Linked DNA regions of Mus musculus: regions 1, 2, 3 and 4 are each linked to region 5. A link is a contact called in public HiChIP or PLAC-seq and promoter capture Hi-C data. All regions are on one chromosome and are shown on one strand. The core of a region is the stretch at or near the end of the contact, and the rest is flanking DNA. Distances in the headings are between cores, read along the strand shown.

Region 1 (5,240 bases), core at 400-2,899, 390 kb after region 5:
CTAGTTGCTATTAACATCCAAATTTGGCTTACATAGTGATCTCCAAAGGCTGCAGGTTTAAAATATCTAATCACAATGAACTTAAATCACATTTATCTTAAAATTAGACACATTGTTAGAATAATTTACAGTTTAAAAAAAAAGGAAGGATTCAAAATGCCAACATACAGAAAAGATTTTTGCAAGAGGAGGGCTAAAAGCCATTGCATAAAATAAAAGATTTCCTGCCAGGCATGGTGGTGCACACCTTTAATCCAAACACTCAGGAGATAGAAGCAGTCACATCTCTTACGGGTATTTGTACTCTAAGAACAGGCCATGACAATAAAGCGTACATTTTTTTGTAAAATTTCCCACAGAACACACTAGCATTAGTCACTAACATACACACACAGAAGATAGCATGTGCAGCAAGAAAATATTTATTCACTCATTTATTCATTTATTTACTTACTTACTCACTTATTTACATGTTATCCATTCATTCTTTTTTTTTTTTTTTTTTTTTTTTTTTTTGAGATAGGGTCTCTATGAGTCATGGCTATTCCAGAATTCTGTAGACCAGATCAGCATCAATTCATAGAGATCCACAAACCTTTGCACCCCCCCCCCCAAGGACTAGGATTAAAGGCATCACAACCATACTTGTCAGAATTGGCATTCTTAGTGTTTTTTGGTGTTGCCTTTTAAACTACTGTTTGTTTTTTGTTATTGTTGTTATCTTAGCATCCAAACACACATGCATAAACATGAATGAATTCTGTACGTGTTTATTCTAGAATTTCTTATAGATTTAGTAAAAGCATTCACTTTCATAGGCAAAGGACATTCGATGGTATCTATGATAAGATCTTTGATGAAAAACATATTCATGTTGTGCCAACAATGTATACAGAATAAAATAAGACTTCCTGTTGTATGATCTGTGATTTTTTTCATCAACATTTGAAAAGTATCCAGTTAAAGGAAAACTGAATGGGATGGAAAAAATGTATGGGAAACTTCATCTTTTTTTTTTTATTAGTCAAGAAAGTTCAGAAGTCAAGAAAACAACAGAGAGGGATCATTTGTTTGCTAAGCTTGGCAATAAAAGCGTCAGATACTGGGCCCTAAGGCACATTTAGGGATTTATACCTTTTGCCAGTAAGTGCTGCCCATTTCAGCGGTGTATCCTGTCCCCCTAGGCTGTAAGAGGTGTCTTGCACATGCATTCTCCTGCAGAAGCATCTTGCCAAGAGATTCTGCATCCTGCCCTGTACCACATGTGCCTGTGTGGCAGGAGACAGAGACTAAAGCATCTGCCCCCCCCCCAAGCAGAGCAGAGAGATACCCCCCCAAGCAGAGCAGAGAGATACCCCCCCCAAGCAGAGCAGAGAGATGATACCCCCCCCCCCTTAGCTTTCTGTCCACCTGCCAATCTAAGAACCATCCGTGAGAGCATTCCAAACGCAAGGCTCAGAAACGAAAGTTATTCTCGGCAATACTCACAGCAGCCTTTTCACCTCCTGCTTCACAAGCCTCCTTTCCATGACGGAAGGCTGTGGCTGAGCAGGTATCTGCAGCTTGACATCCACCGATAGCCTTTAGGAAGAGCAGTTTCTGCAAGCCCAGAAACTACAGCAGCAAATCAGAGGGGATGTGGATTAGGGATGCTGTTGCTACAAATACCAGTCATGGAGTTTGAGGCTGTGGAAGGGATCCAAGACCATCCAGAATTCAGACCTCTTACCCAGCAAGTTCTAGGCAGAAAGTGATCTGGAGGCTAGCCCTGAACCTTGTGCCCATCTGAGATATCATTCCTTTCGAGTTTTAATTAAAAAATAAGCTTAGTAACTAACTTATTTTTGCCTGTGCATATGAGTGTAGGTGTGCATGAACCATGGCACATGTGTGGCTGTCGAAGGACAAGTGTCAGAGGGCAAGGGTCAAGGGATATCATGTGGGATCCAGGGATAGAACGCAGGTCCTGAGGTCTGAGTTTAAGTAGTTTGACCTGCTGAGCTGTCTCACTTGCCCTCTTTCAAGTTTTTCTGACACTCAGTGTGTGTGCAGCCTCACAGTTCTCAACCTTGTAAAACAGAGATGGTTCCTGAAGCAATTGGCAAGGCTCTTTGGGCAGAACCACCCTAACATGTTGACTTGTGATCTGAACGCATTGGAAGTGTCCTGTGTGGGGGTCAACTTGGTGACTCCCAGTGTGTTCACGACAGAGTAACAGCTCATGATGGAACTAATCCATATCCCCATAGCTGGGAGGTCATTTGACAGTTCACACAATAGGGGCAAATGTCTTCCTTCAGTGCCATCCTTTATTTTGAACTGGAAATCAAAGGCAAGGTTATGGGATCAAAGGCTGAAATGTGTCTGAAATGGCACACACAAATTGTTACTAATAAATGAAGGAACTCAGCAACAAATATGACTATAAACTAAATCTGTCAGCATCATTTATATTAATTTAGAAAGATTTGGAGCACTTTGTGATGGCTAGTTTGATGAATCATCGTAGCTGAATTACTATTATTAATATTTGGGCAAATGATATTCTGATGTTTTTATAAAATTGTTTTTTGGATGAGATGAAACATTTAAATGAAATAAACATGTAAACATTACGTTTTAAACTATACATTAAAGGAAAGTATATGTCCCTCCATGATTTGAGTAGCCTTACCTAACTTGTTGAAAGCCTTGAATGAACAAGAGTTGACATTTTCCTAGCAAGAAGGAAGTCTACCAGCAGACAGCTCAGACGCTAACTGCCACTCTTGCTGTGGTCTCCAGGCTGTGTATCTCTGCCATCAAATTCAGAATGACCAAGCATTGATCATTCTACACTCATGGGAACCAGTTTTGCTTTGGTTTTAAATCACTCTCAGTCTGTCTCTTTCCTACTTGTGATAGTTCCGTAGCTGTCTTAGTAAAGATTACACCTGTACACACACACACACACACACACACACACACACACACACACTCACACACACATATTCTCACAAACACACACATATGCACACACACATAAATACATATACTCTTCACACACACATATACACATATATACACACATGTAAACATACATATATTCACTCTCACACACATATATACATACATACACAAACACACACACATGCACATATATTCTCACACACATACACATATATACACACATACATACACTCACTCTCACACATACACATACACACTCACACACACATATACATACATACATACACAAACTCACACACATGCACACACACATACATATACTCTCACACACATATACACACACATATATATACACTACACATACATACACTCACTCTCACACATACATATACACACTCACACACACGCACACACACACACACATATATATACATACATACACACACAAATGCACACACACATACATATACTTTCTCACACATAACACACACACACACACATATATATATATTACATACACATACACTCACTCTCACACATACATATACACACTCACACACACACACACATATATATATACATACATACACACAAATGCACACACATGCACACACACACAAATGCATACACATGCACACACACAGTGCAAACACATGCATGTCTTGCGCGCGCTCAACAGGCCAGGAAGAACGACGCTGCTACAGGATCCTTCTGCACACGTTTATTCAGTCCTGTTTCTTCTTGTTTATATCTCCCTTGTTTTTATATCTCCCTTGTTTATATATCTCCCTTGTTTTTATATCTCCCCCACTAATAGTAATCCTCTCTCGAATAATAATCCTCCCTCTAACCCGGGCCTCTCACTCTTATATACTCTCAGTTCCCATCCACGCACAGCAGGCCACGCCACTTCACCAGGCACGCAGCTTCAGCTAATCAGGGCATCAGGGGCAAATCTCCACCAAATTGGATTCACCTGTATCCTGGTACACCTGCGCAGCACTCAAGATGTTTGTGTCTTGTATGAGGAAGTCAGGTGCAAGTCATATGACTTAGCTACAGTCTCTGGCGCCTTTGGGACTGCCGCCACACCCGCTCCCCACAATTCCCCCTTTTTTCTTTTTTGGCAGAGAGAATGTCTGTAGATAGCCCCCCGTAGTCATGCCCCTTACCCGTCCTTGGGTGACAAACAGCATTGGTTTGATCCCTGTCTTAGGTTGGTGACATGCCCAGGGAGTCTTATCACTGACTACCTCTCTATCATGCCAAGCCACACCTGGGGAGATTGTGTTTTGCTTGTGGCAGGTGCATCAAAAGGCCAGGATGTTAATGAACCTATGGCCAGATCTTAATTGCTGCAAGCAAGCCTCATGGGTGAAGGTAGAGGTCTGATCCCCAGTGTGCAAGCATAGGGGCCCTACACAAAACCATCCCTTAGGCTCATCACCCAGAGAGGTCTTGGCCAGCTCCCGTGTCGTTTTTCCTGAGGGAAGGGAACTAGGACACTGAACCTTCATGCAATCAGACATGCCTTCCACAGGATGCCAACAGCAAGCTATCCTCTGTGCAGTGCTTAGCCTCGCACCCCACGGCATAACGCAGCATAATTTCTTTTAGAGCGGCAAACCGAATCTGAGGAGATTGTCCCGCCTCCACTGCAGCAAAAGCCTATGCTACCATGGCGAAAGTGCGGGCCGCACACTCTGCACCTAACACATGTGCCCAACACACACACACACACTATAACAAGCATACATCCCAGGGCTCTCATCCCCGCTCATCTTCCCTGAAGCAAGGGATAGATGGCCAGCGGGGCTATCTCTTTAAGGGGAATTCAGGGATCAAAAAGCGTGGAAAAATTTGAATGTCATGTGGAGCTGGTATCGGCTTCTGGAACACCGAAAGGATCTCCCATCTTGGCTCCATTGTTTGTGCTTGTGGGAATATCCACCACATCCACAGGGGCAACTGGATCAGGACGCTCATTCTTGCAGCGTCTCACCAATCTCTCCAGCACCCAAAGAGGTTCCGTCTGGTCCTGTGGAAACACACAAACAGACCCTCTCGCCCACGTCAACACCAGATCTGGTCGATCCTCTCCAAATCTCCAGACAGAAGGTCCACCTACAGGTGGCTGCTGAGGAGGCATAGGGAGGCGGCGCAAAAGCTAATTCGCCTTCCTCCTCCACCTCGGCTCTTTTATTTCGTCCTTTCTGTCCACCTGATAACACTGTGTCTCCTTTCTTTTTCCTTTTTCTTTTTAAGCCCTTCTCCTCTTCCGACATACTTTC
Region 2 (4,632 bases), core at 285-2,784, 330 kb after region 5:
CAATTCAGTAGAAATCCATGACTCTCCTCAGAGAGCCCACCCTGGCATTCATGGCGCCCCAGTCGTGGTAGCGCCTGTACTCCCCGGGTCTGAGCAAGTACTGCCTTCCCCGGTAGTTGGTCATGTCGTAGAGGACCCAGCAGCCCTCTAGCACATTGAGGGAGTAGATCTCATTGAAGTGGAATCGGTCCTGGAGAGAGGGGCAGTCCTCCGTGAACTCTATCATCTGGCCTCTGTACTCTTCCCTCTCGTACAGTCTGATCCTGTGAGAGCCGGCCTGGCAGGCCCAGAAACAGTAAAAAGCAACGGTGAAGCGATTCTAATGCGTTAGGATGGCCTCAGCTGCATCAAGCCATTTGAACTAGATAAAAAATGCATTAATTAACTCAGACTTCTTATAAACTCGTCACTATGAGGGCAGATTCCAGGCTTTTCTAAGATCAGGAAGTATGAGGAAATGAATTGGAGAAGGAACTATGAGTGTGTTCAGAAACTGCAGGGCCCAAACCACCTCCTGTGCAGCATACTGTAAAGCAAACACCAGAGAGAAATCATGACTGTCAACAGCTTCTTACTACTTGGTTTGCTGATTGGGGAAAATGTTTTTATATTAAAATGTATTAAAATATTCAATATTTTAGGTCTCAGACAACAATGACTGCTCAGTTAATAATTTATAAATATAATGAGGGAAAAATGGAGAGATAAAATCAGTAAGCACAAGAGCCATTTTTCAGCTGTAAAACATCTGTGTTGCTCTGTCGAAAGGACTTCGACCGAATTAGATGGAGGAACCCCCAGATATGCACGTAGAGGACAAAAAGGAGGAGGGGGACTTTAAGCATAATTACTCTTGTGTTCAGTAGCCACCATTCTATTTTTCCATCCTAAATGATTGCATGACAGGACTCAGATTTCATACAGCCCGCTTGCTGCCAATGCGTTCTTATGCCACAAATACGTAGGGGCCAATAGAATAGTTGTAACTGGGTAACACCTTGCTTTTTGGATGTTGTGGGAACTATTGACCTAATTAATTCTAGCTATGGGTTTTTCTTTACAAGCAGGCTCAGCTCTGCTTTCAACATTTAACCTTATACTGGCAACTGCAGTCAGGGTCTTCAGTGCCTCAGTCTTGAGAATCTGGACTCACGTGGGGGATGAGGCGGCAGGAGCGGACAGAGTCACTGAAACCCATCCACTGCTGGTAGTCAGGGTAGTCCCCGCGACGCAGGAAGTACTGGCAGCCCGTGAAGTTGGGCTGCTCATAGAGCATCCAGCAGCCACTGTCCACGCGCACAGAGTTGCAGCGGCTGAAGTAGGGCTGCAGGTTGGAGTGGTCGGTGCTGCACTCATAGTGGCGGCCCTGGAAGCCGCGGTCCTCATAGAAGGTGATCTGTAAGGCAAGGCAAGGCAGGGCTCAGAGGCCTGATGTGGCCTGGCCCCCAGGGCAGGTCCCTTCCCAAAATGAGGATGCCCTGGGCTCACCTTCCCCATGGCTGGTGTTGGCAGGTCGGATGGGATGGTGCTGTTGAGTGTGTGGGGCTGGGAGCAGGGTCTATATAGCAGGAGGTCTGCTGCGTTGGCAGGAACGGCACAAAAGAGGCCCGCGTGGGGGCAGGGCACGTTCATGTTCTCCTCTTTTCTCTTTGCTGTCATAGCCCACGGGATTCATTGTGGGCTTTGGTTCTATTCACTCTGGAGTATTCAGGTTGTGATCACTAGCTGATGCTAATGAGATTGTTTGAAAAAAAAAAAAGTAATTTGGCACATTGTTTATTTAATAATAGAAGCAGGGCTTCAGCCATTTCATCGATAGACCACATTCTTCTTTGTATAGTTGGACAAAACAAAAACGTGTAATTGGGGAACAGACAACGTCTTAATGTGGTAAATGTAAGCCGTCTGTAAGATCCACTGAACTACTTCCCCAACCCTGAGCATGGATTAATAGGAAAGAAATAGACTCAACTGAATGGTGAAAATTTCAAGTCCATGGGAGATCAAGTCCTTTTAGAATTAACGATTGTAGCGAATGGGATTACTTTTACCAAGGGAGATCAGAGAATTTCACACTTTCACAACGAAAAACTAAACCAAACCAAAATTCCAAAAGGGCCAACACAGTCTTCAGTATTGTTTGTGACTTTGTTTGGAAGGAGGAGGCAAAGTAGGCCATCTCTTTTTGGCAATGCATGGTTTGGCATTTGAAAGGGAAAATAGTTTCAAGATGTTTAATCACAGAACTAAAAGAGAAAGTCTGAGGAAGTGAGAAAACCTGACCCACCAAAGACACACACACAAACCCCATCACGCCTTAGATCCACCTTCTTAGATAAAAGAAAACTAACTTCCAAGGTGCAGGGTCGGGTGGGATCTGGCGGACACTTTCGTTCTGTGGAGGACAGGCGAAGACAGCGTTTCACTCCGAGGTAACGGACTAGAGGATCATGGCTGCAGTGCAGCCGGAGAGGAAGGGATAAATGCCCAGAAGCCGCCATCTAGAAAGACTTCAGGGTGGATTTATTGGCTTGGAAAAGTTCGATGGGCTGGAAAGAGCACCAGAGTGGAAGATGTCTGTCAAGTCTAGCTTCTTTCATGTTCAAAGAATTATTCACAGTTCCGTTACCACACGGAAGGACCTTGCCGTGCCTTGCACCCCGTCTATTTTTCTAAGTGGGGACTTAACAAACTTGAAACTGCAACTATATGCAATACGATGATCTCAAGGGTTATTTTCTGGTTTCTGGCTTTCTGATCACATGTAGACACATGTTACAGATTCCCTTATGGAAGTGGAGGATAGGCAGACAGGATGTCTCATGCAGATAGTCATTATAATTAGAGCATTTCCAATGATGAAATACATATTGAGAGCAATGTTAAGTTTGTCAGAGTTGTTTCTGAGTCTAGGGTTCTGGGGTGGGGGGGAGCATTGACTGGCCAAAACTGTAAAATATGAGACAACTATCAGACAACAGAAAGTCTGACTGGACGGCTCAGGAGGAAAATACCACAAGGGGATATGTGTGTATATCAGGGGAATCCACTGCCTTTGTTGACATGAATTATATTTGAACACATCTGTCCAAACAAGGGGATCATTGTGATGGCTTTGTATCAGCCCCAGGCTGAACCAACCAGGGCAATGCCCCAGACTTCCTATAGAGCAGAAAAACTATTGGTTGGGTCAAAGTGTGGCTCTGTTTAAATGCTGGCAGAAAGTTCCATTAACAACAAGGTCATGTTAGACTCAATGCCCACATGTTAAACGTAGTATGTGAGGTGAGTGTGTGCCAGGTATGAGATCCTTAAAACGCAGAACTCTTTCCAAGCCGTCTGGGAGGACTGGGGCTGTCACTGAAAGGGAAACAGGAGAGGAGTACACCCTTGCCTTGATAAATGTCTCATCCAGAAAGTGACCTGTGGTCAGCCCCTAGTTATTGAAGTAAAATTTTAAAAAGTGATACAAGAAGAGAATAGCTCAGGCTAGGGTTTTGCTATACACACTGTCAGTAACCTGTGTAGTTAGTGTAAATGAAGTACATGCAAAATGAAGTATGTGAAAATCGTTTTTTTTGATTTCTGAGTGCTCGACATGTTTGATGAATCAGAGAGTCTTGTTCCACTGGAACGGAGAGAAAATGTGCTGTCCATCGTCTTTTGGGGTTTTCTAATCTTATTTTCCCAAGCGCCATGGTGCTAAGGTGTTCTCTTGAGGAGAGAAGGATTACTATGGAGTCTGTGGAATGGGAGCCTCCCCAGTTTCCACGTTAGCCTGGAAGTGAAGACTGGTACCATGAAGATGGCAGACGCAGATGGACTTTGGTGAGGCATTAGATGGGCGTTGTGATGTTCTGGATCAGTCCATACTTTTAATAATTCTATATATTTGCAAAGTTTTTACTCATTCAATGTTTTTATAGTTTTATTTTTATATGTATCCACAATCATTTCCTACTGTTTTTTTTTTTTTTTTAAACACATTTTTCCTCATATATTGATGTCATCTGCTTGGCACCTGGAGTCACCAACTTTCAATTCCAAACTAGAGCTTTCAAACTCAGCTGGATTGGAGGCGTGTGTCTTTGGTTTTCAGTACCTGGAAGACAGAGGCAAGCAGATTTCTGTGAGTTTGAGTTGCAGGCCAGCCAGAGCTGCATAGAGAGATCCTGTCTTAAACCCATCTGCTTTGACAAATTGAAAAAGTATAGAAACTTGAGAAAGTATCAAGTCTAGTTGCCAAGTGTGGGAACTTGGTCAGCTGCGTATTTTATTAGGGACTTTTACATTTGGGGTAGTTAAAATGCCCTTTTGTAAATATTTCACAAAACAGTGTAAGACTAGAGAGTGATTAGTTTTAATTTTGCTTTTGTTTTAAATGCCTTTGCTTATCCAAAAACAAATTTTAAAAAAATGGCACTATTATGTTTGTTACAATGGAAGAAAATTGGTTTGAAATGTGACCTCTGTGACTCATTGCTCCAAGGTATGCTAATCATAAAACAGATAGCGACATTCCTCCACCCACCCCCTTTCTGGGTTCAAAGAGTGTTCATTCAAAGAAAGTCACCCTGACCACTGCCAGAACCCGCTATGCAAATGTGCTATTGTTAGGGGCTCTTAGAAACT
Region 3 (4,969 bases), core at 627-3,126, 420 kb after region 5:
GATCTGATGCCCTCTTCTGATGTCTGAAGACAGCTACAGTGTATTCACATACATAAATAATAATCATTTTAAAAAAAAGACTAAAACTTGAATGTTTCCATTTAAAACTCTCCTAGGAAGGAGTATTTGTGAAATGTAAGGATTCCCAACTTTGGAATTCTCCTATGCCCCTGAATCCTGCTGCTGCCAACATTTTGCTGAGGAGTCATTTTCCAGGTCAGTAGTCCTGACCCTCCTGTGGTTACAAAATCAACCATTAGCCTGTGGACACATTAGTCAGCAGCTAATCTGATAGTTGTTTTAGACATTAACTGGCTCTTGGCCAGATGCTGGGCTTGGGCAATGTAGTGGCACTCATTTGAGTGACTCCCAGAATCTTTGAGAGCAGGAGGGGTGAAGAGATCACCCAGTCCAAAGCCATTGTTCTGTTCCACACTGTTTCTTCCTCCTAAGCTTCCAAACCTGAAACAAACAGGTGGAGAGAGACAAGGCTTTGCTGAGTCAGGACTCCTGAAGTCCCTTTGCCAATGGCCATTGACATATTCTGTAGTCTCAAGCAAAGCTCCTTCCACTGCCTTCATGTCCTTCCTTACAACATATTAGTAGTGATAGCTACCACCTACCATGAAGAGTCTATGAAACAAAAGATAGTAGAAATGGGATTCATCCTTTTGTTTGTTTGTTTGTAACAGATTCTCACATAGTACCTAGCCTTGACCTTGCTCTGTATTGGAGGATAACCTTAAACTTCTGATGCTCTGCCTTCAGCTCCAGGCCTATACCACTATGTCTGACTTTATGCAGAGCTCATCATTAAACGGAGGAGGGTCAGTGGCAGTAGGTAAATACTCTACTCCCCAAGTCCTTCCCTAAACACAAAGCTTCATAAATTATGACCTTGCCAATAAAGGGTGAAATGGCTGTTGTAATAATTATCAAAGTATTAACAGTCAAAAGTCCAAACAGAAGTTAGTAAGCATAGATAAGGCAAGGTGAATATAAACTTGTTGACAACTCTTATGTTAAGAGTCAGTCTTGTTATGTTGCTGAGGCTGATCTTAAACTTTGGCTCTCAAGTCATCCTCTAATCTTCAGATTTCCAAGTAGCTGAGACCATGGACACATACCGTCACCCAAGATGACACTTATTTTTTGAATGTAAAATTTAAGTCTAGAACTTTTTAGTTTGTTTTTTTTCAAGACAGGTGTAGCTCTGGCTGTCCTGGATCTCACCAGTCTGAGACCACGCTGGCCTTGACCTTAGAAAGAACCACCTTAATTAGAAAACATTCGAGAGCGGATATGATGATCCCTGCCTGTGATCTCTGAGAAAATGAGCCAGGGTAGTGAGTTTGAGGTCAGCTTCAAGTGCAAGTTAGGAGTTTTATGATCTTTGGTAAAAATGCCTTACATTTTTATATAGAAGATTAAAATATGTATTGCTTTTGTCCTGTTTTCCTAATAGGCTTTTGTTTTGTTTTGTTTTGTTTTTCTTTTGTTTTCGAGACAGGGTTTCTCTGTAACTCTGGCTATCCTGTAGCTCACTTTGCAGAATCGGCTGGCCTTGAACTTACAGATCAGCCCGCCTCTGCCTCCCAAGTGTGCCTGGCTCTCCTAATAGTTTCAGCTAGAAACAATATGCTTTTCCCCCCATTGCCCTAGGGTCATCTGGGGAAACTGATGGACACTAGAACCTTCTCCCACTTGAGAATCGGTCAGATGGTTGTCTGTAACTTGTGCTGTCTGGGATGAAGTGCCCATGCCGCATGGGCCTCCTCTGCTTTGTGAGGTTTTCTTGGCAAGAGAGCTGGTCCGTGACTGTAGGTTTAGATTGGAGTTACCATGTGGGTAGCACGGAGAAACTAGTTCAGATGTGCATACTGCATCACTGCCTGCTTGGATTCTGGAAGGCCTCACGTATAGGCAGTGTCTACAGCCTGAGCTCAAGCTTGCCAGGAGGGCAGGCCAGAAAATGAGAGACAGCCACTCCACGCATTGACTTTTTTGTTCTACATTTTTAAATTCCCCCCTTTTATTTGGAGGGTTAGTGGTGGAGGGTCATGCATGTGTTAGAGTCAGGGGACAACTGTCAGCATCTCTCCTTCCAACATTTAGGTACCAGAAGGCAATCTGAAGTTGTCAAGCTTGGTGGCAGGTGCTTTTATTGGGTGAACCGTGTCACTGGTTCTAATGGACTTTTGAGGTAGGAGAGTCCAAATTCGCAGAGCCTCCTCCACTGAAGGTGCTGGGATGAGAAGAGCCTTCTCTTAGTTTTGAGAAAGAAGCCAGGAAGGCTTCCTACTGCTCCCTCACCACCCACATCTCTTGCTTATAGAGAAACCTACTCAACTTGTGTTTATGCATACATGTATGGGCATATACACGTGTGCATGGGTAAGCCAGAGGTCAGCCTTGGATGATTGGTATTCCTTATGCAGCATCCATCTCTCTCTCCTCCCTCCCCCTCTTTCTTTCTTTTTCCTTTCCTTTCCCCTTCCTTCCTTCCTTCCTTCCTTCCTTCCTTCCTTTTCTTCCTTTCTTTTTTTCTCTTTCTTTCTTCTCTTTCTTCCTCTCTCTTTCTTCCTCTCTCTTTCTTTCTTTCTTTCTTTCTTTCTTTCTTTCTTTCTTTCTTTCTTTCTTTTTCTTTCTTTCTTTCTTCTTTCTTTCTGTGTATTTGGGGATTGACTTCATGTCTTCTTGCAAACACTTTACTAACTGAACTGTGTCTCCAGCCCCATCCACCCCTTCTAGGATCTCAGAATTCTATCCCATTTTCTTGAGTGCACCTGCCAGTTGGATCTTCAACGTTTTTCAATTAATGTGTTAACAGTTGCCTCCTAAGCAGTCTTCCTCCCTCACCAGTGTCTGCTATCCTTTCCCCCCTTCACCAAACATCATTTATAAGAGTGCTGTTTTTTTTTTTAAGATTTATTTATTTATTATATGTAAGTACACTGTAACTGTCTTCAGACACTCCAGAAGAGGGTGTCAGATCTTGTTACAGATGGTTGTGAGCCACCATGTGGTTGCTGGGATTTGAACTCAGGACCTTTGGAAGAGCAGTTAGTGCTCTTAACCACTGAGCCATCTCTCCAGCCCCAAGAGTGCTGTTTTTAAGACTGAAAACATATCATGTCTTTCCCTTCTTAGAAATCTTCACTGTCTCCTTATTAACTTACAGGGCAATGCCTACATTCTTTAGTTTATGCAGTGTCTGCTGATAGTTTATTAGGCCCTTAGGTCTGTCCTTTTTCCTTACACTGGAAGCAGGATCTTGCAGCACTACTCTGTGCTTCCAGAGCAGATTCCCCTCACTGTCTGTTAATTCATGTACCTCACTCCTCAGCAAACGTTTTTGTTTGTTTTGGTGTTTTTGGAGACAGGGTTTTTCTGTGTAGCCTTGGGCATCCTGGAACTCCCTCTGTAGACCAGGCTGGCTTGGAACTCAGAGATCTGCCTGCCTCTGCCTCCCAAGTGCTGAGATCACAGATACGCACCACAGCTGTCTCACAGTAGACTTCTTAAGAGAAAAAATATTTTCAAATCAAATTCCCATGGCTAGGATATAATCTAGTGTCTGTGTCTGTGTTACTTTTCAACTTGACAGAGCCCAGAATCACCTGGGATATGGCCTCTAAGTATATACACTAGGGATTCTCTGATTTCTGTTAAGGGCTAGGGGAAGCGCCATCTTGGTTTCTAGGCTGAGCACTAGCATGCATTCCTTGTTCTCTACTTCAGGACCAGCTGCTTCAAGCTCCTGCTACCCTGACCTCCCAGCTACACTGGGAGTGTACCTTGAACTGTTGCCAAAACTAACCCTTTCTCCTTTAAAATGCTTCTATCTAGGTATCTTATTACAGTAATAGGAAAAGAAATGAAAAACACTTTTTAAATAAAAACACATAATAAACACTTCAAAGAAGAGTCATTAGTACTTCATTTTAATTAAAATTAACAGTTTAGAAGGACTAGACTGGAATAGTGTTTAATATCAACTTCTGGGAAAAAAAAGTCACATTTATATAAAAGAAATGCAGCAGGTCAGCAGAAATCCAAACGGTACAGCTCCCATTATTGCCCATGGGTGAAATGTACTGCTTGGGGTAGGATAATACTTAGGCTGGGTCACAGGAGAAGAGAAATCAAAGAGCAGAATCCTCCAGTCTGCATTTATTCTAGACTTGGAATTCTCCAGTGGTCTTAAAATATAACTAGTATATTGGACACATACATGCTCTTTATAAACACGTCTGCCATGCATTTTAGCTACACACATCCTATCTGTTCCAGTCTTATGTGAGCTTACTGTATAGCTCTCCCACACACAGTACAACATTTGCGTACAAAGGCCCCAGTGTTCACACTCATGGACAACAGGGGAAGTGAGTTTCTCTTTTCCCCTTATGGGGAACCATACTGTAGCTATTGTTCACCCTTGGAGCACTTCTGATTTTGGTCATTTACATTAGAGCATGAGAAAACATGACAGTTAATTGTGAACAGGTACTAACATAATTCCTACACTGCTACTACACAATAAAATACAATTAAAAAAATTTCCCCACCACATTCATTAAGGTGGCAATAACTGTATGAAAAAGAAAAAAGACTGTAAACATATATAAAAGTTCAACTTTGTCTTCTAAACAAATTACAAAATGATTTTTGTTTTTAATCTTGAGTGTTACTAAAAAAAAAAAAAAAATACGTAAACCTGTGGACCTAGTTACCGCAAAGACTCATTCTAAGCCCAGGTTTGACCTTAAAGTTTGGCCTGAGCTAATTTGGCCTTCAAGTTTTCTCCAAGTTTGTCCATAAACTCAAATGTATTCAAGTAGTCAGAACGTTGTACACTGGTGGGAGAAAAAAGAAAGAAATTTAGTTTTTTCTCTGACAAGGCAGGAGGTAATTAAAAACAAATCACAGTAATGCTACTCACACTTCTAGAAGAGAACTCATTAATGTT
Region 4 (4,993 bases), core at 1,310-3,809, 370 kb after region 5:
AGCTTTCGGGCGAATCTGTCAAGTGTTCGTCTTCCCTAAGCCTACTCCGTGTGCTGTTGTTGTAACAAATTAGGAGATGCACTAACATAAAGTTGACCTGACCAGTGAACTCTTGTGAAGGAAACGAACACGGAAAGGCAGGGAGTGAAAGCACTTACTGCCCGTGTAACCAAATCCTACCAAGCTTATTTTTTTTTTCCATTTTTTATTAGGTATTTAACTCATTTACATTTCCAATGCTATACCAAAAGTCCCCCATATCCACCCACCCCCACTCCCCTGCCCACCCACTCCCCCTTTTTGGCCCTGGTATTCCCCTGTACTGGGGCATATAAAGTTTGCAAGTCCAATGGGCCTCTCTTTCCAGTGATGGCCGACTAGGCCATCTTTTGATATATATGCAGCTAGAGTCAAGAGCTCCGGGGTACTGGTTAGCTCATAATGTTGTTCCACCTATAGGGTTGCAGATCCCTTTAGCTCCTTGGCTACTTTCTCTAGCTCCTCCATTGGGAGCCCTATGATCCATCCATTAGCTGACTGTGAGCATCCACTTCTGTGTTTGCTGGGCCCCGGCATAGTCTCACAAGAGACAGCTACATCTGCGTCCTTTCAATAAAATCTTGCTAGTGTATGCAATGGTGTCAGCGTTTGGATGCTGATTATGGGGTGGATCCCTGGCTATGGCAGTCTCTACATGGTCCATCCTTTCATCTCAGCTCCAAACTCCGTCTCTGTAACTCCTTCCATGGGTGTTTTGTTCCCAAATCTAAGGAGGGCCTACCAAGCTTATTTTGACGCTGTCTTTTGTATGCATGACATGCAATGATTCGGATTTATTTTGAGTCCACATACATTTCTTTTTCTTTTTCTTTTTTTTCGTTTTCTTTTTCTTACCCCCTGCCCTTCAGACTGGTGATGTAGATCATATCTCATGAAACTCTAATCACCTGTTTCATGAGAGACTAGTCAATAATGATTCATAAAAAATACAAAACCACATGAGCTGACACCCATTGTTCTAGGCTTTAGGTGAGTGTGAGAGTGTATAGTAAGAAAAACTCACCACCAAAACAATCAGAATACACTAGCTCTAACCAAGCTTAATTAATTGAATTTTCAAATGTATTCTAAATTTGACAGATATTTTGTGTGTATTTATTAGGCATAGTATGGTGTTTTAAAGTAAGCACTATGCTTAAATCTAGCTAATTAATACACATTTGCCCCACATAATTATTATTTTTGTGCTGAGAATACATAGAATCCACTCAGCATTTTTATTGTGTGTTTAAGATATATTTCTTTTAATTTCATGGCTATGAATATTTACCTGCATGTTTGTAAGTGCACTACGTGAGTTGTGCTTGGAGCTCATGGAGACCAAAAGAAAGCATGGCATTCCTTAGGACTGGAGTCACGCACAGTTGTGAGCCACTTGTGGGCACTGGGAAACAGACCCAGGTCCTCTAGAAGGGTAGGCAGTGCACTTAACCACTGAGCCATCTTCCAGCCTCACCTTTCAGCAATTTTTAATAACTCTAATACATAACATGAACAGTCATCACTGTGCTATACAGTAGATGTCTAGATCATAGTTCTCTCCAGCAGCAATTTTTCTTTTTCTGACTGTCACTCCAAGCCTCTGGTCCTCTGCGTTGCCGCCCTAGCCTCTATATTTTTATGCCTGGTGCTGATAACAGAACTCAAGGCTGCATGCCTGCTAGACAAGCACACTACTGCTGAGCTAAATCAACGAGCCTGATCTTCTTGCCATAAACCTGCTGCTGTAGATCCCCCATAAAAATGAGAACTTGTGGCCTTTATCACTACATACTTGACTCCTTTCTTTTAGCACAGTGCCCTCCAGGTTCATCCATGTCATCACAAATGATAGGATTTCCTTCTTTTATGGCTGAAGGGTATGTATTTATTCGGCCAAGATTAATTTTAAAGGTCATGCTGTGGTTTCTTATGTCCTAAAACACTAATGCCCTTAAGTAAGAAATAATATATTGCTTATATTCTATTTAGCCTTAAGAGTCGGGTCTTGATATAACTGTGAGCACTTGTCACGCGTTCCTAGCCTTGCTTAGGGCATTAGAACACGAACTGGAACAAACTGACCATCAGGAAGACCTAGTGTTCTCTCACATCAGCCAGGCTGAAGCAATACTCACGTATGGAATGGAACGGCAGGAGCGGATGGAGTCGCTGAAACCCATCCACTGCTGGTAGTCAGGGTAGTCCCCGCGACGCAGGAAGTACTGGTAGCCCTGGTAGTTGGGGCGCTCATAGAGCATCCAGCAGCCACTGTCCACACGGATGGAGTTGCAGCGGCTGAAGTAGGTCTGCAGGTTGGGGCAGTCGCTGCTGCACTCATAGCAGCGGCCCTGGAAGCCGCGGTCCTCGTAGAAGGTGATCTGTAAAGGAAGAAACGGTGTAACATCACATGGTCAACTCGAAGGCGCATCCCCCACCCAGAGGGGGCACTCAACAGACTCGGGGAGGGTTCTCCTTTGGCTCACCTTTCCCATCGTTGTTGACAGCAAATGGTCAGTGTTGAGTATGATGGGGACAGGAGTGGCAGCTGATATATATACAGCAGGATGGCTGCTGTGTTGGCAAGAACCACACAAAAGGGGCCTGGGGGGATGTGTAAGGGGATTTCTGTGTCCTCGCGCTTTGTCATTTGGGATCATGGGGTAGGGGGCTCTCGTTCTCTCTGGCATTTTCGAGTTGTCCTCACTATCTCAGTGAAAGGAATTCAAGTCAGCAGAGCCATTATGACCTTGGAGACAAAGGGCGCGCTTCTCACCCTATGCAGCGCGCTCGAAATGCATTATGCACCCAGCATTTTGCAGTGTTTGCCTATAGAAACTGCTGAGGTGGAGGGTGGGGCCTCCATTTGTGGGAGCTCATGAGAAGCACGAGTTCCAGAGGCACTCTCAGGAGCCAAGAGGTAGCAGCAGAAAAACCAATACATTTCTCTAATTGAAAAACACTTGTGTGTCTTTATCTGTAGAATATGGGTTTGATGTTTTTAAAACTTTCACGTGTTTAAGATAAAAAGATTAGACCTGTGTATAGACTAAAATGTCAGCCATGGTCATCAGTGAGTGGTAAGTGTATATGTAGGTCTTCATTTTTTTTTCTTCATTTTTTAAAAAATGGTGTTTGTTTGTTTGTTTTAGAGATTTATTTATTTATTTATAAGTACACTGTAGCTGTCCTCAGATACTCCAGAAGAGGGCATCAGATTTCGTTATGGATGGTTGTGAGCCACCATGCGGTTGCTGGGATTTGAACTCGGGACCTTCAGAAGAGCAGTCGGCGCTCTTAACCACTGAGCCATCTCACCAGCCCCGTAGGTCTTCATTTTATTTCTTTCTTTTGATTTAAAAATTTTTTAATTTTACACACACACACACACACACACACACACATACACACACACACCAAATTCAGTGGATGAAAATAGTAAAATCAATAAATATAATATATATGCTTGGGATGATGATAAAGTGAAACACTTCTTCTTGGTCTAAAATGAAAAGCTCTCTGAAGAATCTGAGGCACACTGTTTAGGAGAAGACAGCCGTTCTTCCTGCCACCCCGCTTCTTCCAGAATTACCTTTTGTTCATAAAACCAGTGCTCTGACTTGTCTGTTTTCCCCCTCACCAAACTGTCGGCTTCCCTGAGCCAGGATGGCAGTCATAACTGACTTGATGTGCTTCTCAATTGCAGGCATGGAGGATGGTCCAGCCTTGGAATGTCTGCTGTCATCCCATTCTGTGCATATTTTAGGTAGTGAAGCCATGTCCATGAGGACACCCAACTAGAGTTAGCAATGCAGGCACAATAGCTGCATGAAAATCCTTAGGCATCACTTACAGGGCATGGACAGACCGTGAAAGGATGGAGAGCAAGAATCGTCTTCTCATAGTTAGCGAGGCTGCGCAGAAGCAGACCATAGCGAGGCTGCGCAGAAGCAGACCATAGCGAGGCTGCGCAGAAGCAGACCATAGAGAAGCGTCGCAGAAGCAGACTGAGCCAAGTCCTCAGTGGCTGGAGCATTGGAAAGGGCTACAGGCCACTGATGTCCTCTTTTGCCTCCATCCTAGTGTTCCAAGTGTCCTGGTGAACTTCAAGTTCAACTGTGATTAAGCCCCAGGCAGAAAGGCCCACATTGATCTCCCCAGCCACCACCCCACGTGGGAGTACCTCATATTTTCAGAAGAGGTCAACAAACTCCCCTGAGTTTGCATGTGGCACCAAGAGCATCGCGCAGAAAGATGGTTGGCCCAGTTGTTAAGAAAGAGGAGACAGTGTGATGTGTTCTGACATTAACCTGATGAAGTTGTTTTGCTAACTGGTTGAGCCATGTGCCTGTTGGCACTTGGCAAAGGCCAGGAAAGAGCAGCATATTTTCTTTCCCCATTGGTCATCGCGTTCTACCCAGAAAGAGCTGACATCCAGTTCTCTTTTCAAACTTTATTGAAGTGGAATGAGTTTACATTTTCTCTGAAAGTTATGCTAATGAGAAATTGGTTTTATTTGGGGTTAAAAACTTTTGGAAAACCACCTCCTTCTCCAGAATTCTATGCTATATTTAATGATACACATTTTCTAAGATGTGTATCAAAGTCAGATTGTCTGGACCCACCCAGAAATAGTGAACCCCCTCTGGATGCTCCAGTAGTCTTCCAGACACAGAATGAAATAGCAGAGGATAGACACATTTCTCCTTTTTGTCAAAATGCAGGTGTGCAATATGCTTCCAAAAGAAGACGGCTCAGTGGCAAACATGATAGTCAATGCAGTTTGCATTAAGAGCTCACTGAAGAAGAAGTGGGTGCTGGTGACAGCTGTAGCTTTAAGGCGAGGCATCCTGGCTGCTCCTAGAAGCTCTTACACGTCCACAGCACTAGTCCACGTTTCTAAGTGACCTGCAGAATGAAAGGATGGCTTTGGTACCAAGCACATCTGTATAAC
Region 5 (5,133 bases), core at 2,233-4,732:
CCTCTAAGTGTCCTGGACATTTTAAGCACTGTAAGAAGAAACTACCTTAAAACACACACACACACACACACACACACACACACTCCACACCTTCCCACTCACAGCAGCCTTTCACTGTTCACATTTATAAAAAAAAAAAAAAAAGACACGTATAGGAAATATATTTTCCTAATTTAGACCACACAGTCCAAAAAAACCTGAACCAACAGTAACCTCATTACAATGCCAATTTGAGGATTATGTAGCCCCCAAAGCAAAGGTAAATTTTGTTGCCAAAATGCAACAAAGTTAAAACTTAAAATACATATAAATTAAAAACAAGGTACTTCTAAAGAAAGCAGTAAGAAATGCAAACTAGAATACACTTAACCCACTGCCCTGCGAGCCGAGCCCCCTGTAGAAGACTGGGGACAGGTAATCTCTTGAAACCGCCCCCTTTTCCTCTCCAAGCCACTCTGGGAGGGGGCATCAGCACCAAGAAGGTAAACGGAAGTGACCTTCACAAAGCTACCAAGCGAAACAACTGCCCCCTTCAACTTCCAGCACTGTCCCTGGGCCTCGGCCTCCAGGCCTTCCTATACGTGCGACAGGGACACTTGCTTGTGGTATGCGGCGGTGGGGCCAGGCGGCCCGGTCCTGCCGGTGAGCGCGGCGCTGGCCTCCGCATAGTCTCCTGCGGCCATAGCGCCACCGCTCTTGTGGCCCCGCCGAGAGCTGCAGCAGCAGCGGCTGGTGAACCGCCGCCAAGACTCCAGAGTCTTGCCGGACCAGATCCAGACTCCCGACGTGATGCCCACCACCAGGCACATGAAGTACTTGAGCATGAGCACCCAGTACTCGGGTTTGGCGCGTGGCTGGCCAGCGTCCGGTCCCGGACACGCGCAGGTGAGGGCTGCCTCCCAGCTCTCCCGGTAGTGCTGCTCATACAGGTAGCAGGCCACCACGATGCTGGCTGGCACCGTGTAGAGCAGGGTGAAGATGCCGATGCGGATCATGAGCTTCTCTAGCTTGTCCGTCTTAGTGCCACCCTGCTTGATGACGCTCCGGATGCGGAAGAGTGACACGAAGCCTGCCAGAAGGAAGAGCGTGCCCACCAACAGGTACAGCACCAGTGGGCCCAAGACAAAGCCTCGTAGTGAGTTCAGGTTTTGGTTGCCCACATAGCAGATGCCAGCCACTGGGTCCCCGTCCACCGAGCTCAGTGCCAGCGCCGTAATGGACTTGACACTGGGGATGAGCCAGGCAGCAAGGTGGAAGTACTGTGCATAACCTGCGATGGCTTCATTGCCCCACTTCATGCCAGCCGCCAAGAACCAGGTGAGCGACAGGATGACCCACCAGATGGAGCTGGCCATGCCAAAGAAATAGACTAAGAGGAAGACAACCGTGCACAGCGCAGGGCCGGTAGTCTCATAGTGAATGTGGCTGTGCTCACGGCTGCAAGCGACGCTGGCATGGCCCACTACCAGGCGCACCAAGAATCCCAGTGACACACACAGGTAGCACGCAGACAAGAAGATGATGGGGCGCTCAGGGTAGCGGAATCGTTCCATGTCAATGAGGAAGGTGGCAACGGTGGTGGACGTGGAGATGAAGCACAGCACAGACCACAGGCCAATCCAGAAGGTGGCGAATGTGCGCTCGTCCGGGCTGAAGGACGGCTGGTAGCAGGGCACCGCGCAGTTGGGCACTTGGCCGGTGCGCACCTTGTTGTAGAGTGGGTGTGACTCCTTCAGGATGGGCACGAAGGGCTCGCGGCACGTGCACACGGATGGGCCTCCCGAGGGGCACTCGCCCCCGGAAGATGGCGCCCCTGGTGGTCCTGGGAGTGTAGGTTTGGCCGGGAAGGACTTAGGGGACGCGGTGGTGGCTTCGCTTCGGTTATAATCCATACACAGAACCTCGGCGTCGCCGCCCAGCACAGGGAGGCGGTCGCAGCTCATGCGCTCGGGCCAGGCGAAGCCGTACTGGCGCATGAGCGGCGAGCAGCCGGCCTTGGCGCGCTCGCACACGGAACGGCACGGTGGTAGCGGCTTGTGGTAGTCAGGCAAACAGATGGGCGTGTACATAGAGCACAGGAAGAAGCGCAGGTCCGGTGAGCAGTGGATCTCCACAAGCGGCCAGAATTGGTGCACCTCCAGGCCTGCTTCGTCCTGCGTGTCATGGTTGAACTGGTTGGGCATGTGCGTCAGGTTGTAGCCGATGCCTCGGCACATGGGCACCGTGATTTCCTGGCACACCGGGGCCTTGGAGGCGGCCGCTGCCCGGCCCACCAGCTGCGCCAGCAACAGCAGCAGAAGAGAGGGAGGCGCAGACGGGTCGGGTCGAGCCATCGTCTCCTTCTTCCCTTTGCCTCCCGCTGCCTGAGAGGGTCTGCGTTGGCCGACGAATCTGCGGCCGGGGCTTCCCTCTCCGGAGTCTTGAGTGTGACGCCCGGGCTGGCAACCTGTTGGTTTCTTTTTCTCTTAAAGAAATCCGTCCAAAGATAAACTGTTTCTGGAAGGCGCTGCCTCCGCCGGCAGCACTCAGTTCCACACCAGATAGGGCTGGAGGGATGATTAGGGCTCCGACTCCAAGGACAGAACTCTTAAAAGAGAAGGTAGGGGAAAAGAAAAATCGCAACCACTCCTCTTAGAGGAGCGCCAACCACTTGGTCTCCGCAAACCAGCTCCAATCTCAAGATTAACTCCTTTCCTCCCCTCCTCCTAGAACCAAACTTCAGACGCCCCCACCCCCTCCACCCCACTGCCCGCGCCCGCCTCTCTTTTCTGGCCCGGCCCTGCAGGCTGTGCCTGGGGCCAGAGAGCTCAGTCCCCGAGATGGGGGCAGAGGAACCGGGTGAACTGGGAAGACGCGGGCTCTCACCTCGGAGGATCCTGCTGGGCGGCAGATGTCTGCGACCAGCCGGGCTCCTCAGTCGCGCGACTCCGAATCGGGCCAGAGCTGGGAAAGTTTAACGACAAGCTAGGTACCTGTGGCGGCGACACATGGCAGCAGGTGGAGGGCGTTTCAGAGAGCAGGGCGCCCCTCGACCATGGGCGGCGCGGGCCGGTCACTCGCCTTCTCTTCCTTCGGGGCCCCCTGCATGATTCGGGCAGAGCAAGGCAGGGGCAGGCCGTGCCTTCCACCGGCGTCCCGGGGCCGGGACGAAGGGCAAGGGCGCCGGGCAGCACTTGAACTGCGCGGAGGGGTGCGGCAGCCGGAGGGGACCCCGCCACCTCACAGCACAGCGAGCAGCCAGCGCTGGTCGGGCGGGGACTGCATAGTCCGCACCCGCCGCCGCGTCCCGCCAGCCGCTCGCCGCCTCCCCTGCAGGGGGCTCCGCGCTCCAGCAGACTCCGGGGGGCGGTGGCGGCGCTCTCGGGACGCGCCCCGCTCGGCTCCTCCCCCGCGCTCTCGCACTCTTTCGCCCACCTCCAGGGAGCTCCGAGCTGTGCGCGACGGCAGAGGACAAGTCGCGGCCGCAGGCTGACTGCCCTCTCCCGCCCCGCCCGGGTCACCTGCCTCTAATGCCCGCCGGGAGGCCCCGCCCCGGGACCGCCCCTCCCGCCCCCTCCCGCCCTGCCCCGAGCTGGGCCGTCCCACGAATCGCTCTCCGGGTCCCCGCCCACCGCCCCGCTGTCCTGGCCTCTCCGCGAGCGCCCCGCGGCCCCGCCCGGAGCGGGCAGCGGAAGAGCGTCGGCCAATAGTGGACCGGGAAGTTACGAGGGCGGGGTCAATGCTAATGAGTCCTCCCAGAGAACCCGGGCGGGAAACCTGGCCCCAAGTCCTTCTGGAGTTCTCTGCGGTGGTTCACCAGGATGGTGCTCACTTTCCTGAGGGCTCTGTTCTCTGAACGCCGGCTTCCAGGGCCTCCACCAGGCCACCTCTCTCCAGCTGAGTGTCCTTATCGAGGTCTGGCGCTTGTTTAAAGGGATGAGAGGTCAATTCGGTTGTGCCACCTGTCCTCTTTCTAAGCTGCCTTGTGCTAGGTGACAGACGTGCTAGTACTTAATGAGCAACCTCGTGTTAGTTAATCGTTTACACCTTGATACGCGATCTGGATACCGTAGGATTCTGAGGCCAGAACACCTCAGAACTTGACCTACACAGCTGAGCTAACAAGACAGCAGAGACGTTGACAAACTTGTGCCCCTCCCTGTGCGAGCTCCTGGCACACAATAGGCGCTCTGACCTGGAATCCCAAACCAGAAGCTGGGCAGCAGAGTTCACAATCTTTACCACTCACCCCTCCCTTAGAAATATCGATATTTCCCAGGCTTTGCCCTTTTATATATAACAAAATCTTGTCCTTGTGACAAGAGAATGAATTTCTTTCCAGTTTTGGAAGTCTCTAGAGACGTTAGTCCTTAGCAGTTGCGGTTTATAATCCCTGGCAGATCCGAATTTGCCCACAGAGAAAAACTCTTGAACTGGAGCAGTGTACAGCTCAGGGTGCTTGGTCCCCCAGGGTTGGCTGCTGTGCACTCTGGCGAGGTTGAGACCGGATAACCGGGGCGTACTGGGGCAGTGGGAACCGTGAAAAGACCTGCTGCGCACAGTCAACGCAGGGACACGCAGTGGCGCTCTCCTGATGGGTTAGTATACTCCAAGTTTTAAATGTCCCACAAATGCCTCTCTTCTACGAGTTCTAATTAGGCTGGGAGACCGAGGTGTTTAGCATGCTTGAAATTCGTTCACACGCTTATGAAGAGGCTTTAAATTGTAGACTGCTCCTTCACTCCTCCTTCCGCTGGGGGAGGGGAGTGGGAGGGATTTGAAGTAGGGGAGGGCATAGGAGTACTTGAAGGACTCTGAACTGGCCTCACTGACTGAGATCTGTTGGGTTGTTATTGTCTTCTGTGCCGTCTGTACGGGCTGAAAAGCCATCTTCAGTTTATCAGCAAGGCGTTGTGGAGGCTAATGAAACTCCGTGTTTAATCTCAGACATCACAGCTAAATGTTTATAATGTATATTGCTTCATTCCCTAGAATTCTACCTCTTTTATTATTCTATCTCCCTAGAATTTAATCTCTTTAGTTCTTAGTAACTGCTTGGCCCTCGGGGTCTAGAAACATCCCGGGCTAAGAATTATTGGAGGGGTGAAAAACTATAGCACACCAGTCAGATAAGGAAGGACCCGTAGTGGAAAG

The links. Promoter capture Hi-C pulls out the DNA fragments that hold promoters and counts their contacts. HiChIP or PLAC-seq counts read pairs in DNA pulled down with a chosen protein or histone mark.
Region 1: an H3K27ac HiChIP or PLAC-seq map of embryonic stem cells shows a contact between it and region 5, with 2.9 times the contacts expected there. The contact joins the promoter of D630023F18Rik here to the promoter of Fzd5 in region 5. A contact is called at or near these places in 8 of 39 promoter capture datasets (the 3T3-L1 cell line, 3T3-L1-derived adipocytes, embryonic stem cells and 2 more), 7 of 484 Hi-C or Micro-C datasets (bone marrow-derived macrophages, embryonic stem cells, erythroblasts and 1 more), 4 of 115 datasets of contacts at active chromatin or transcription factors (embryonic stem cells and stem cell-derived neural progenitor cells) and 1 of 9 other capture datasets (adipose tissue).
Region 2: an H3K4me3 HiChIP or PLAC-seq map of embryonic stem cells shows a contact between it and region 5, with 30 read pairs. The contact joins the promoter of Crygd here to the promoter of Fzd5 in region 5. A contact is called at or near these places in 4 of 39 promoter capture datasets (3T3-L1-derived adipocytes, the HPC-7 cell line, embryonic stem cells and 1 more), 2 of 484 Hi-C or Micro-C datasets (Sertoli cells and embryonic fibroblasts), 7 of 115 datasets of contacts at active chromatin or transcription factors (all in embryonic stem cells) and 2 of 9 other capture datasets (embryonic stem cells and liver).
Region 3: a contact with region 5 is called in a promoter capture Hi-C map of liver, with 1.8 times the contacts expected there. The contact joins the enhancer-like site here to the promoter of Fzd5 in region 5. A contact is called at or near these places in 8 of 39 promoter capture datasets (the 3T3-L1 cell line, 3T3-L1-derived adipocytes, the C10 cell line and 3 more), 1 of 484 Hi-C or Micro-C datasets (embryonic stem cells), 3 of 115 datasets of contacts at active chromatin or transcription factors (bone marrow-derived macrophages, large pre-B cells and pancreatic cancer cells) and 1 of 9 other capture datasets (embryonic stem cells).
Region 4: a promoter capture Hi-C map of embryonic stem cells shows a contact between it and region 5, with 6 times the contacts expected there. The contact joins the promoter of Cryga here to the promoter of Fzd5 in region 5. A contact is called at or near these places in 6 of 39 promoter capture datasets (the 3T3-L1 cell line, 3T3-L1-derived adipocytes, embryonic stem cells and 2 more), 7 of 484 Hi-C or Micro-C datasets (the G1E-ER4 cell line, embryonic stem cells, erythroblasts and 1 more), 6 of 115 datasets of contacts at active chromatin or transcription factors (embryonic stem cells and stem cell-derived neural progenitor cells) and 1 of 9 other capture datasets (adipose tissue).

The regions. Positions count from the first base shown.
Region 1 is chr1:65,121,565-65,126,804 of GRCm38.p6, forward strand. It overlaps D630023F18Rik (RIKEN cDNA D630023F18 gene), which reads right to left and starts at 1,650. Exons shown (of 8, transcript NM_001285882.1): 1 at 1,489-1,650. The coding sequence starts at 1,529.
Region 2 is chr1:65,061,906-65,066,537 of GRCm38.p6, forward strand. Crygd (crystallin, gamma D) reads right to left here and starts at 1,535. Exons shown (of 3, transcript NM_007776.2): 1 at 1,489-1,535; 2 at 1,154-1,396; 3 at 1-277. The coding sequence starts at 1,497. The coding sequence ends at 5.
Region 3 is chr1:65,154,700-65,159,668 of GRCm38.p6, forward strand. It overlaps Idh1 (isocitrate dehydrogenase 1 (NADP+), soluble), which reads right to left. Exons shown (of 9, transcript NM_010497.3): 9 at 3,917-4,856. The coding sequence ends at 4,766. Among named protein-coding and RNA genes, the nearest start is that of Idh1, 22 kb to the right of the region's middle. Within about 2 kb of position 1,877, at least 13 of the 459 cell types and tissues checked have an H3K27ac peak or open chromatin away from gene starts, as enhancers often do. A contact at or near this core is called in liver, where this site is marked.
Region 4 is chr1:65,100,804-65,105,796 of GRCm38.p6, forward strand. It overlaps Cryga (crystallin, gamma A), which reads right to left and starts at 2,560. Exons shown (of 3, transcript NM_007774.3): 1 at 2,526-2,560; 2 at 2,178-2,420. The coding sequence starts at 2,534. It overlaps D630023F18Rik (RIKEN cDNA D630023F18 gene), which reads right to left. Exons shown (of 8, transcript NM_001285882.1): 8 at 4,482-4,947. The coding sequence ends at 4,926.
Region 5 is chr1:64,734,268-64,739,400 of GRCm38.p6, forward strand. Fzd5 (frizzled class receptor 5) reads right to left here and starts at 3,483. Exons shown (of 2, transcript NM_022721.3): 1 at 2,866-3,483; 2 at 1-2,586. The coding sequence starts at 2,333. The coding sequence ends at 576.